Regions from separate parts of the Mus musculus genome. Here region 1 is linked to region 2. The links are chromatin contacts, called in public Hi-C maps. All regions are on one chromosome and are shown on one strand. Each heading gives the region's core, a stretch centred on a gene start, on an enhancer-like site or on the middle of the called end of the contact. The rest is flanking DNA. Distances are from core to core; before and after follow the strand shown.

What was found. A called contact is a pair of places that touch in the nucleus more often than the background predicts.
Region 1: a Hi-C map of cerebral cortex shows a contact between it and region 2, with 3 times the contacts expected there. The contact joins two enhancer-like sites. A contact is called at or near these places in 23 of 484 Hi-C or Micro-C datasets (B cells, the Ba/F3 cell line, the C2C12 cell line and 15 more) and 2 of 115 datasets of contacts at active chromatin or transcription factors (CD8 T cells and memory CD8 T cells).

Annotation. Positions count from the first base shown.
Region 1 is chr14:21,109,695-21,116,422 of GRCm38.p6, reverse strand. All of the region lies in intron 3 of Adk (adenosine kinase), which reads right to left. Among named protein-coding and RNA genes, the nearest start is that of Adk, 60 kb to the right of the region's middle. Within about 2 kb of position 3,407, at least 51 of the 459 cell types and tissues checked have an H3K27ac peak or open chromatin away from gene starts, as enhancers often do.
Region 2 is chr14:20,869,491-20,876,235 of GRCm38.p6, reverse strand. No RefSeq gene overlaps it. Among named protein-coding and RNA genes, the nearest start is that of Gm30212, 16 kb to the left of the region's middle. Within about 2 kb of position 2,720, at least 47 of the 459 cell types and tissues checked have an H3K27ac peak or open chromatin away from gene starts, as enhancers often do.

The DNA.
Region 1 (6,728 bases), core at 2,158-4,657, 240 kb before region 2:
GGCAGGAACCTCAGTGGACCAACAGGGACATCAACCCACCCACAAACCTTTTGACCCAAAATTTATCCCGTCTACAAGAAATGCAGGATGGGGGGAGGGGGAGCAGAGACTGAGGGAATGGCCAGCCAATAACCCGCTTGAGAACCATCCCATGGGCAAGCACCAATCCCTGACACTATTAATGATACTCTGTTATGCTCACAGACAGGAGTCTAGCATGGCTGTCCTCTGAGAGGCTCCACCCAGCAGCTGTCTCAGAAAGATGTTGATACCCACAGCAAACAGTAGATGGAGCTTGGGGACTTTTATAGAAGAATAGGGGGAAGGATTTCAGGCCCCCAAAGGGGATAAGAACTCCTCAGGAAGACCAACAGTGTCAACTAACCTGGACCCCGTGACAGCCCAGGGGGTTCAGTACTCCCTAGTATGGTGATACATTTTTCTGAAAGTATTTCTTGACCCCAAACTTGCAGTTAACCTAATAAAATGCCTTGAGATTACTTAGAACTTGAGACTACTTAACCTGCTGTCCTGCTGTTTAACCTCCAAAAGCAGTGTTACAAACCTTGCAATGTCTTAGATTTCCCAAACAACATTTACAACCTATCCTTTAGTCGTGAGTTACAAACTCTTCCACACTCCCAGAATAATGTGTGTATGTAACTATGTCACGGTAATTGCCTACTGAAAGCAGCCACCTTGAAAGTTGAAAACAACCTTAAATGACAAATACCCTATAACTGTTGCAGGCAGCATGCAGATATAGGCTGATAGCGTGTGTGGTTCTAAGTGCTGTTCTAGGTCTCCTGGGAAGTGAAGTCTTCCCTGGTGAAACTCCCTTAAAAGTTTCTGTGATAAATCAATCCCTCCCCCATCTCTTTCCCACCCACCTCGTGCTTTCTGTGCTGTTCAATAAACAGAGAACAAAGTCCTTCTTCAGGGTCGGAGGGAAGACGCCAGCAGAGAATACCAATTTGAGCTTGCTCTTTGTCAAACTGGACCAACAGAAAGTTTCTTTACTTTCATTTCTTAATCTCTTATCAATATACCTTAGAGCTACAAATAAATACATGCACATGTACACACATGTGTACATATGTGGGTATATGATTATGTAAAGAATAAAATTATGCTGTAAAGATGTTGTATCTTCTCCTCAACCGTCAACCTCACTCCCAACAAGTGTTATGCCACTGAGCAGCACCCCAGCTCCTAATTACTCTAGTTTTAGGATTGGATTGTGCATCAAAATCATTATTTTCTACAGTCTTTACTATAAAAACATCAGAATTATATTGAATTGCCTGACAAATCCACCTATAGATGTAGACAATCTATACATATCTATATAGATAGATCGTAGAAATACACACATACACACACATTAAACCTTTAGATATACCTTTAGATAATACCTTAAGCTTTAGGAAAAATTTTTCTAAAATTCTCATAAATGATAGAACATAATTTTGTTAATTTAACTTTCATTTCAAGGAATACTTATTCCATAATCCATAAGCATTTAGGAATTTAAGCAACAAAATGCAGTACACAAAACTATGTAGAGTAGCCAGCATAATGGGATGTAATTAGTCATTAAGAAACTCAGTCTAATATTAGAGACTCTCAGAAAAATTACAGTATAGTAGGAACAAATTCATTAGGGCTGAATTGGGGAGGTAGAAGTGGCTAAATTTTTCTGAAAAGGGTGGGGGGTGACAGAAGAAAGCTGACTCCAGAGGCTATCACTGAAGGAGAAGGCAAGGTCCCAGTTAGCAACAACTTACAAGCCATGCTTGACACTGGACAATTACAGAACCACTAAAGCAATTTTGTTTGGTGGTGTTTGTCTGTCTTTGGCTGACATCAAACTCAAGACAGTCCTCCTGTTGGCATCAGGACCTCTGAAACCTGTGACATCACATAGGTGGGACCTGCAGACCCATTACCAAGGCAACAGCCACCATATCCCCAGAATCCACTTAGCTCACCTCCTACCTTTACTTGTGTTACATCATTACCCATATATATAAAGAAAGCCATACCCCATCTCTCTCTCTCTCTCTCTCTCTCTCTCTCTCTCTCTCTCTCTCTCTCTCTCTCTCTCTTCCCCCCTTCTCTTTTCTGCTGCCACCTTGCCCCTCTTACACGTGGAACTGTTTTGGCCTGGTGTGCTATGTTCCAACTCGAGCCACTATTCTAACATATCACCTCCTGCCTTGGTCTCACAAGTGAACTAGGCATGCTGAGCCACACCCATCTCTTCAAGTCTGTTAACATTATAGTCAACTGTGGGATGAATTCACCTTTCATAGAGGTGGACCATTAGGAGGGGACAGGACAAAGTGAACGGAAGGTTACTTAATAAGCAGAATGACAGAAGGGGCAGGACTGGAGGCAGGCAACCTTGGGTCCTACTGTTAACACCTCAGGAGGGAATCATCAAGGAATAAAGAACGAGTAGAGTCAGAGTTGGAGACATTCTGGATATTCAAGACATTTTATTCACTAAAAAGCATACTGAGTCAGGTATGCTAGTGAACACCTTTAACCTCAGCTCAGGGAGGGTGGTTGAGTTTAAGGAGAATCGGGCCTATTTACCAAGTTCCAGTCCTGCCAGGGACATACCCTGAGACCCAATCACCAAACATAAGTAAGAAAGCCTAAAAACAAAAGTATACTGAGCGCGTAAAGGTACAAAGACAGAGGGAACTTTACCTTTGGCTGGCTCCTGAGATGAGATGGAAGGAAACAAAATTACAGGACAACCTAGCTCTTCTAATGTAAAATCTGGCCAGAAACCAGATCAGGGAGGTCAAGAAACCTTCTGGGCTGGCTGTGGGGCAGCGTGCCTTTATCAGACTGTGGAGGCACACGTTTGTGGGTTCCAGGTCAGCCAGGGGCACACTGTGAGACCCTATCTCAAAACACAAAATTTTCAGGAACATCTCTGAATCTTTCTGTTTACTTTGTTTTGAAGACACAAGCTCCACTGTGTAGCTCTAGCCATCCTCGAATTCATTTGTAGATCAAGCTGGCCTTGAACTCACAGATCCACCTGCCTCTCTGCTTCCTGAGTGCAGGGATCAATGGGGTGTGCCACTATCACCAGCTTAAGAATCTTAAAACTAAAAAAAAAAAAAAAAAAAGGAAAGAAAGAAAGAAAGAAAAGAAAAAGAAGAAAAAAGAAATTACAAACCCTAAAGGAATTGGAATCACTAAGACACCCTAACAGGCCAAATATCAATAATGAAACTAGTTAGACAACTGACACATTTCCTTAGAGATGATGAGAGAGCAAAGCAGGAGAGGTTTACAATTGCTCTCAAGGCAGGAATGACTCACAGTGCCCTTGAGAAGCCATGCCTGGGAGGCTTCTATGGAAGGAGAAAACACCACTTCAAAGTGGTCGCCACAGACAGGAACATAAAGCTATATACCACTAGGTATTCTATTTCACAAGTGTTTTGCCAACCTGTATTCAAACTGAAAGCTCGTGATCAGAAAATAAAGATCAAAGTTCCTTCACCAAAAGAGCAACCCCCGGGTTCAGATGTTTTCACAGCACACATATTGAGCAATGACTAGCGTTAGGTAAAATGGCAAAGGCAGAGGGCACAGTGAGGTAGGTAGGGGTGGGGAGGTGCTTCCCTCGCATGTGGGAGGCACCGGATGGGATCCCTGGCACCAAGGCAGAAACGTTCTTGTTAATTATGATTGTCATACCTCAGGAGAGTCGTTAGTAAAATTAAAAGTATGGTACTTAACACTGTTTTTATCTGAAAATAGGCAGAAATGTGAGGAATATTTTCATTATAATAATGAAAATGGGAAGGTTTAAATTAGGCATTAAACAGTGCCTGATGCATAACTTAATTAATAGTTTTTACACCATTAAATATATGCAGGCCAGGGAGAAGGCTCGGGGGATAATGCACATGGTGCTGAAACTTGAGGACATGAGTAGATGTACACAACCCGCCCAAGGGTCAAGTGCATGCGGTGACCCATCTGCAACCCAACATGCACCACGCCCTGATTTATAAAGTTCTGAGAACCAGGCGTAGGGCCTCAAACACACTACACAAGTACTCTACCCACTGAGGCAAATCCCCAACCCATTTGTTTGCTCTGCAACTGACTCAGAAAGAACATGTGATACAGAGGACAATCACATTAGAAAGTTTGTCTGAGTAGTTTTTTAAAAGAAACACTCTCTTATTGTCACTAAATTCTCAACTATAATTACCTCTAGAGCTGCACTAGCCATTCGTCACCATGAAGGGTCCCAGCCTATAACAGAACACCAGGGATGAGAAACTCCAAACCATCCACACCGAAGACTGTGAGGCACTTGCAAGCAAAAGCTTCGTAAGAGTACTATATAACTCAAGACTTTTTAAACCTGAAAGATATGTTTTCACAGTATATTTTCATGATGGTTCCCCTCCCCCAATCTCTCCCAGATCCTCCTCCCCACCTCGACCTCCCAACACAAAAACAGAAAAATAAAAAGCAAAAGAATAATAGGACAAAAAAAAAAAAAGTACCAAAATAAAACAAAAGTCTACAAAAATACTACAGAGTTTATTTTGTGTTGGCTAAACACTCCTGGGCATAGGGCCTGCTGTGTAATGCAGTTGACACACCCAGTGACACTCCATAGGAGAGCTGCTTTCCCCTTTGTATCAAGTGTAAACAGCTTCTTGGTTATGGGTGAGAGCCTCTGTCCACACCCCTCATTGCCAGGACCCCATCTGTGTAGGCCTTGTGTATGTTGCACGGTCTCTTCAGTTTGTATGCACATCAGTACTGCTGTGTGTGTTCTCACTGCCTTTCTGCCTCCTCTTCAGCAGAGATGCCTGATCCTTGATGGAAGGAGTTTGGTGAAGACCTCTCATTTACCACTGAGTGTTGCAAAAGTCTCTCCTCCTCTGTTACTATCTAGTTGTGGATCTCCGTGTTAACTCCCATTTAATGCAGGAGGAAGTTCTCTGACAGGAGTTGAGCAAATCTCATGACTTTTGATAAAATAAGTATCTAAAAGGTTAATGCTCTCTTTTGCTACACACACACACAGAGAGAGAAAGAGAGGGGGAGAGAGAGAGAGAGAGAGAGAGCGAGCAAGCACTCAATCACTAAGCTATACTCAAAGTCCAGAGCAACATATTTAAAAAAAAAAAAAAACAAAAAAACAAAAATACCTGATTAGAGAAACCTAAAACTGTCTTTTAAAAGCTCAAACCAAAAGAGCAGTTACAGTAACTATATAAACTTAACTACCAACATGAAATACTTGCTAAAATTAGGAGCACTTAAAAACGAATTTGATTCAAATGTTGGAGAAAAATCAAGTCTTTTGCACTCTGCTAAGAAAGTATAAGGGAGCACATTTAGGTAGGCCTAAGTGCAACACGCATTTCATTCACTCAGGCGATACCTTAAATTTCTCACTAACACAAAGCAATTTCAAGAATAATACAAATTCATACATTATTGGGGGAACTTTGCTATGAGGAATGTTTTCACACATACTAACATTTTTTAAAAAAAGAACTGGGGTCCCATGGTCAAAATGTCACCCAGAGTGATTGGATATAAAAGAAAACTTCAAAAGAAGGTCCTGATCTCTTCTACATAAAACCTTGACGGCTTTGTTAAATTACTAGAAAGTCATGCTGCAGTCTTAACGGAGTTCCACAGAGGGAGCCAGAAGCAAAGAATAAAGCGATGATAAAGCAAACTTCCAATCACAGTCTGCTGGAAGTTATGGGTTTCCAGTCCATGATATGAGCTCAGAGTATCTTCTGACGGTCCATCTCAGTGATCAACCAACTCAAAATAGCACAGACAGTATGCTTGTGGTAGCACTCCACTTCCAAGAAGACACAAACTACAAACTCACTAACTACACTTACAACTAGTAGTGGTTTTGTTCAGTTTTGTCTCAATTACTTAAAAAGATGGCCCTCTGGAAGACATCATCTCTTCATTTTTTTGGAGAACAAGTCCACATAACCTAGCTTCAGTCTCAAAAATAATACATCCAAGCCGCAGTATACCCAAAGGTCCCTAGGAGATGCAGAAGGTGTACTTCACGCTTTAATATGGAGCCAGTACCCACTGATCACAATGGAGAGTTGGGGTAAGATGCCTATCACACAGATATTTTGAATTTTATCAGAAGCTTAGTTTGTTGTTTTGTGATAAATGATAATTTTTGTGTAAAAAAAGACTGTATGATCATCAGTTCAGTAATAATATTGATGATGACAATGGTAATGGCCGCAATTCTCCCTGCAAGAAGGGACGCACTTCATTTCTTATTCTAGATAGCATGCTACTTGAAGAAAAATCAAAGTTATTTCTCATACACAGTTAATTACATGGGGCTGCAGAAATGGTTCAGCAGTTTAGAGCACCGGCTGCTTCCCAATAGATCTGGGTTCAGTTCCCAACACCCACTTCACAACCAGTTCACCAGCTTCCAGGGGGTCTGATACACTCTTCTGGCCTCTACAAGCACTAGGCACATATGTGGTATACAGACATACATGCAGGCAAAACAGCAACACACATGAAATAAGTACCAATTTTGTTCAAATAAAAGAATAATTTTATGCTACTGGTACTAACACATGTTCCTTCTACTTGAGATAAAATAGAAGACTTTGTATGCATTTTCTGTATTCTGCATAGAGTACTAGTGTACACCCTAAGGAGCTTTT
Region 2 (6,745 bases), core at 1,471-3,970:
ACAGAGGCGTGGGAGTCAGACTCAGGGCTTCCCGAACACTAGGCAAGCACTCTGTTAACTGAGCTCCATCTCTCGTCCCGTTGTCAGCCGTTTGGATTTCTAATTTTAATTTACTACTATATTTGTTGCTCAATTTTAATCAGATTTCTGGTCCTTTTCTTCAATGTGCAGGAATTCGTTGAACATTCAAGATATTAATCCTAAGATAATGCAAGGTATACTATAATATATTGCATATAATAATATATTAATTCTAAGAAAATATAATAAGATAAGATATTGCAAATATCTTATCCCAAATGCACGTCATGTGATTGTTACAAAACTCCAGAGAGTAAGTGTATGTGGTGGCACACACCTTAGTCCCAGGACTCAGGAATCAGAGGTAGGTGATCTATGTGAGTTCAAGACCATCCTGGTCTACAAAGCAAGTTCCTGGACAGACAGAGCAACACAGAGAAACCCTGTCTCAAAAAAACAAACAAAAACAAAAACAAAAACAAAAACCATCCAGAGAGGGGTACTTCGTGGGAGGAGTGGTGCTCATGGTGTGGCACAGATATCTGATGGGATTTTTGGAGATGCTGCAAAGATTTTTTTTTAAGATTTATTTATTTACTATATATAAGTACACTGTAGCTGTCTTCAGACACACCAGAAGAAGGCGCCAGATCTCATTACAGATGGTTGTGAGCCACCATGTGGTTGCTGGGATTTGAACTCAGGACCTCTGGAAAAGCAGTCAGTGTTCTTAACCGCTGAGCCATCTCTCCAGCCCAAGATTTATTTTTTTTAAAGATGTGTGGTTTTGTCCTATAATGAATTAAGCTATATATTTGATTTAAGTCCTCTTCTGCATATTGGGAGATAGTTCAGTCATTGGCATGCCTGTTGTACAAGCAGGAGGACCTGCTCTCCAGTTAGACAAAAGACCAGGCCTAGTGATGAGCATTTGGAATCCCAATGCTGAGTAGACAGAGACAGGAAGATCCTGGAAACTCACTGGGTAGCCAGTCTACCTCAGTCAGGAAGTCTCAGGCTCCAATGGGAGACTGTCTCAGAGGTGATGCTGAGGAGTGATACTGAAGTTGGACTGTGGCCTCTGCACACACCTTCACATACCTTCACACACCTGCACACACACACACACACACACACACACACACACACACACACACACACATACACCAGTATTCAGGATCTATAGCATGTATTAACCAATTCACCCTATATTGATAGAATGCTTGCCCAGAATTCATTCGGTCTTAAGTTTGTTCCCTAGTGCCTCAGGAACAATTTTCTACTACTTATCTGATAATGAGTCCGAATTTATTTTTCAAATAAATCCACTTTGTTCATCAGTCAAAGCGGACCTAATTCTTAGACATACACTGCTTCCTAAAGATACTTTTGTTTGCTTATTTATTTATTTGTTTGTTCGTTTGTTTATTTATTTATTGCCGCTCTGCCTTTTCTCTTTCTTATCCATCAATAAAGTGGCCACACTCCTATTGGATCCAAAACCAAGCAAGGGCTTGTGGCATCAATCCTCTAGGGATAATTTAGGCACATGGGCAGAGGAAGGTATGCTTTCAGGAGCTTTGCAATTTGTTTCATGGACCTTAGAGGTTAGTTCTGCCACCATTGCTGACAGGCTCAGAGCAACACTAAGGAAGAAGGAATGAAAGAAGGGAGGGAGGGAAGGAGAGAGGGAGGGAGGAAGGGAGGCAGAGTAGGCAAACAAGACTAGCAAGTTGGTATCCACGTTATTCCCAAACTGGGTAACCTTAAGGTCCCAGAGCTTCACACACTAGTGCTCTTTGACTGTATAAAACTAAACCGTGTTTAGGACTCTGCAAGCTCTAGACTAGAAAAAGAACTGCTTGTTGCGCAGTTTAGAGCTTCCATTTTCAATAATGAAAGGAATTGTAATGTTGGAGGAGGTTGGGGTGAAGGGCAAAGCAAGCTGTGCCAGTACAAACTGTTTTGCTTGTAATGACTAAAACTTCTGCCTTGGTGATATCAGCCTTCAAAGACCTATCTCTTTCCCCAATAACTTGATACCAGCTTCGGTCAAAGCACCCGCCACAGCAGCTGCACTAAGCCACGGGCTCCCTGTGTTATTTTTATCTCAGAAGCTCACTGGGACTCACTTGCTCACCAATATGTTGAGGAGAAGGACTGGGAGGCCTAAATCCTATTGTGTACCCCACAGAGATAACCCCCACATTCGCAGTGAAGACGTACTTTTACTAAACGGCTAAGACCCCTGCACCCTCCAAACAATGTTGTTTATTTACTAAAAGGCAAGAGAGCTCAGCCTTGGCCAGGTGGCCTCAGCAAGAATTCCTCCTCCCCTCCTCCTGAGAATTCACAACCCATCTCACTGCACGGAGGAGGATGGCTGTTCTGCTCCTGGATGCCAGGTACTTCACAGTCATCAGAAGGAGTCAGGAAGCAGAAGGGAAAGAAATGAATCTTGAATTTCTAACAGTAAAGCATTTCTCTCAATAGTCTGGACCCTCATTGCCGATCTCAGAACAACTTCCTAAACCCCAAGCGTGGCATACATAGCTTTGAATTAAATAGGTCCCTTCTCCAAGTCTCTTTCCACCCAGGGTCCCATCACAGTGCCCAAAAGCCATTCCACGAAGTTTCTCCTTTTCCAGCCAGCAGCGTGAGCACTTTCCTATCCACTGTCATATTTCACCCAGGAGAGGGCGCCAGCGTGACGTAGATGAAGCCAGCGTTGGGAGAAACTGAAAAACAGGGCCCAGCAGCAGGCAGAACATACCAAACTTTAGGTGATCTTGACCCAAGTGTCCAGCTAGGCCAGACACTCTGGTCTCCTCCTTGAAGCTCCCCTTACCCTTATCAGAGAAGAAAACAAGGCCAGACTAATTGTATTACATTAATCTATATTAATATAATTTATACTATAATTTAAATAAAGTATATATTATACAATGTGTAATTTATAATATATAGTATTGTAGTATTTAGTATATAGTACACATCACATACACACACACACACACACATATATATATATATACACACACACACATATATATATATACACACACATATATATACACACACACATATATATCTTAATATTTAAGGCTCAGGATACATTTGTTAAGTACCAAAAAAGATTACTAAAATTAGGTGAGCGAAGATGACTGGGGGATCGTCTTTCCACCATACCTGATGGCCTGAGATTGATCTCCAGAGATCCACACAGTAGAGAGAACTGAGTCTTGCGAATTGTCCTGTAACCTCTATGCATGTACCTATACAACCTCTCCCCCACATAAATAAATAAATGCAAAAATATTAAAGTTGTAGTATATTTTAATTGTTATGACTTAGCAAATTAAAGTTGTAACACAAACACATACTACACCTACATAGTTACATGTATATTTGAGTGTCTCTCCACATATGTTGTTTTATAACATAGTAGGGCAACTTATATAAGTTGTATGAAAATATTATAAAATTGTAGCACAATATAGTGCTGATAATGGGGCCAGGGTTAGGATGTGTAGTATCTTCTGTTGACCCCTCTGAGTACAGCTTAGTGGAGCTCTGTGATCCAGGCTCGACCTCACACATATATGGTCTAATTATCCTCTATTTAAAGGCCAATTGTCAAATGGCCCTACTAATGAATTTCTCATTCTTCACTACCATATCTTATGGCCTAGGCCACTATGACACGGTATATCAACTGTGCAATGAGGGAGAGGAAAGAAGAGGATTCGAAATTACCTGTCATCGTAAGAAAATAACTCTGTTTTGTTGGCTTGGGTTGGATTTTGCTTCTTAAGACTCTTCCTATATTGTACAGGTTGGTCTCAAACTCTTAGACCTCAGTGACTCTCTCACCCCAGTCTCCAGAGTAGCTGGGACTAAAGGCATCCATTATGACAGACTTGGAAAATCATCTTAGCTGCTTAAAAGAACAGATTGAGAGCTGGAGAGATGGCTCAGCAATTACTAGTTCTTGCTATTCTTCCAGAGGACCCTACTTCAGGTCCCAGCAGCTCACAACCTCCTGCTGTAACTCCATCTCCAGAGGCTCCCGCATTGACGTGCACATATCCCCAAATACACACACACACACATACACACACACACACACACACACACAATAACAATAAAAACAGGCGGTGGTGCCTCATGTCTTTAATAGCAGCACTTGGGAGGCAGAGGAAGGTAGATCTCTGAGTTCTACAGAGTGAGTTCCAGGACAGCCACAGGTACACAGAAAAACCCTGTCTTGAAAAGCCCAAAATAAATAACTAATAAATAATAACAATAACAATATTTTTTCTTTAAGCATCAGGACACACAGAGAGAGGACACCCTGACCTGGGGCTGCTCTCTGTACAAACCTCCATCACAGAGGTATCTCCTCTCACAGAGGTATCTCCTCTTAGGCTCCAGAGTTTTCCCTGTGTTTGTATTGTTTTTGTTAAATCAGGAAGTCTTCTTGGAAATCCTCCAGGGAGACACTGGCCTCAAGCCTGCATTCCACCCACCCTACCTCAGTTCTGGGCCAAAACAACAGGAAGTTATCTTCCCAGGAACCCAAGGTCTTGCCCTTAGGATGAGCATCAGCCCTGGTCCTGTCTCCTCTGAAGAGCAATAACTTCTTAGAGTAGAAAACAACAGTAAGATAGAAAGAGAGGGGCATTTTTCTTGGTTGTTTGTTTTTTAAATACGGTCTCAACTACATAGTTGTGGATGACCTGGAACTCAGAGATCCAACTCCCTCTACCTCCCAAGGGCTGGTATTAGAGGACATGCCACCCTGGCCCAGCCAAGTTTGTAGTTTTTAAAGGGCATCTGAAAAACTAAAGGAGTACAAAAAGGAAATCAGCCATAAAGGGCAGGAGATGGGCCAGTGGCTAAGAGCACTTGCTGTTACTGCAGAAGACCTGGGTTTCTTTGCCATCATCCACGTGGTAACTCAAAACCATCTCTAACTTTAGTTTCAGGCAGTCTAATACCCTCTTCTGAATTCCATGAACACTAGGCACACACATATTGCACATACATATAGGCGCTAAACACCCATACCTATAAAATAAGTAAATCTACATTTTTAAAACATTTGTAAGAAAACAACAATAACATATTTATTTCCAAAACATTGTTATTTATGTCCTTCCTTTTCACCTAGTGCCTGCCTGCCATAACTCCCCAGCCAGATATACAGGCTCCATTTAACAATCTTAGGTACTCAGCTTCTCCCTACTTCTTCAGCCACCAGGATATTCACCTCATCTAATCAACACAGGAGAGGGCAAAGGGTAGTGTTTGACTGTGTAGATGCAGATATACTCAAAGGTCTGTGAAATTTGGGCTAGACATAACTCCATGGTAGATCACTTGTCTAGCATGCATAAGACCCTGGATTCTATCCCTGGTACCCCAAGAGAATAAAACAAAAGAGGCCCATTAGTCTTTCTAGATGTTTAGGGAAAAACACCCAGTGCAAGTTCACCATCATATCCAGTGTCACGCTCCAGAAAGGCCTAAAAATTAAAATAATTATAATGCAGAATAAAGTTGATATCTTCTGTCCGGTGTATTCAGATAAATATCCATGTATTTGCTGTAGAAGAATGTGTTTGATCACGGGGCCTTACCTCGCTCTGCAGAACACTATGGAATAAATAGTGCATTCTCATTATTACCATATTAAGATCTGGAAAAGCCTTAAATTCCAAATATATCTGGCCACAGGGACTTTTAGTACTAAGTTGTGAATTCTGGACATTTAACCTGTCCACAGCACACTTAAAGAATCTGAGCAGTTTTGTCATAGTCAAGAAATCAACCTCACACAACATCCCCCGGAGTACCTGGCACAAATCCCTTTGTTCCATGTGCTATTTGTTAATATATAACAGAAGCCCTGGGTAGGGTTTGTTGTATGTGAGCAGGAATCTAAGCAAAACAACTTGAGAGAGAGCATGCTTCCTTGGCCTCAGAGTTTCCAGCTCATCACAGGAGCATCGTAGGGCACAAAGACTCACTTCACGATAATCAGAAGCAGCATACAGAGAGCTTCCTTGTCACCCCTTCTATTCCATTTATGTCTCCAATGTATAGGATGGTGGCACCCATATGCAGAGCAGGTCTTCCCTGTTTAGTGAATCCTCTGGAAACACCTTCACGACTTTCCTTATTTCCTAGTAGTTTTTTAATCCAATAAAATTGACGATCAAAACTGACCACCACAAGTCCACTCATTGTCAGCTTCACATGTAAACATGTCTCCCTAAACCATAGTATTATCCCTTCTGCCCCCTCCCCAAAATTTACCCTTTATCTGACAAAAAAAAATGTATTTAGTCTCTTTTTAAGATTCCCACATAGGGCTGGGCAGTGGTGGCACACGCCTTTAATCCCAGCACTTGGGAGGCAGAGGCAGGCGGATTTCTGAGTTCAAGGCCAGCCTGGTCTACAGAGTGAGTTCCAGGACAGCCAGGGCTACACAGAGAAACCCTGTCTCGGAAAAAAAAAAAAAAAAAAAAAAAAAAAAAAAAAAAAAAAAAACAACAAAAGAAAGAAAAGAAAAAGAAAAAAGAAAAAGAAAAAGAAAAAAGATTTCCACATAGTCTCAACAGTTCCAACATTGCTCAAAGTTCCAGCCCAGATCTTCTCTGAGACTCAGGGCACACTCTTAGCTGTGAGCTTACATAAAACATAAAGTACCCCACTCCCA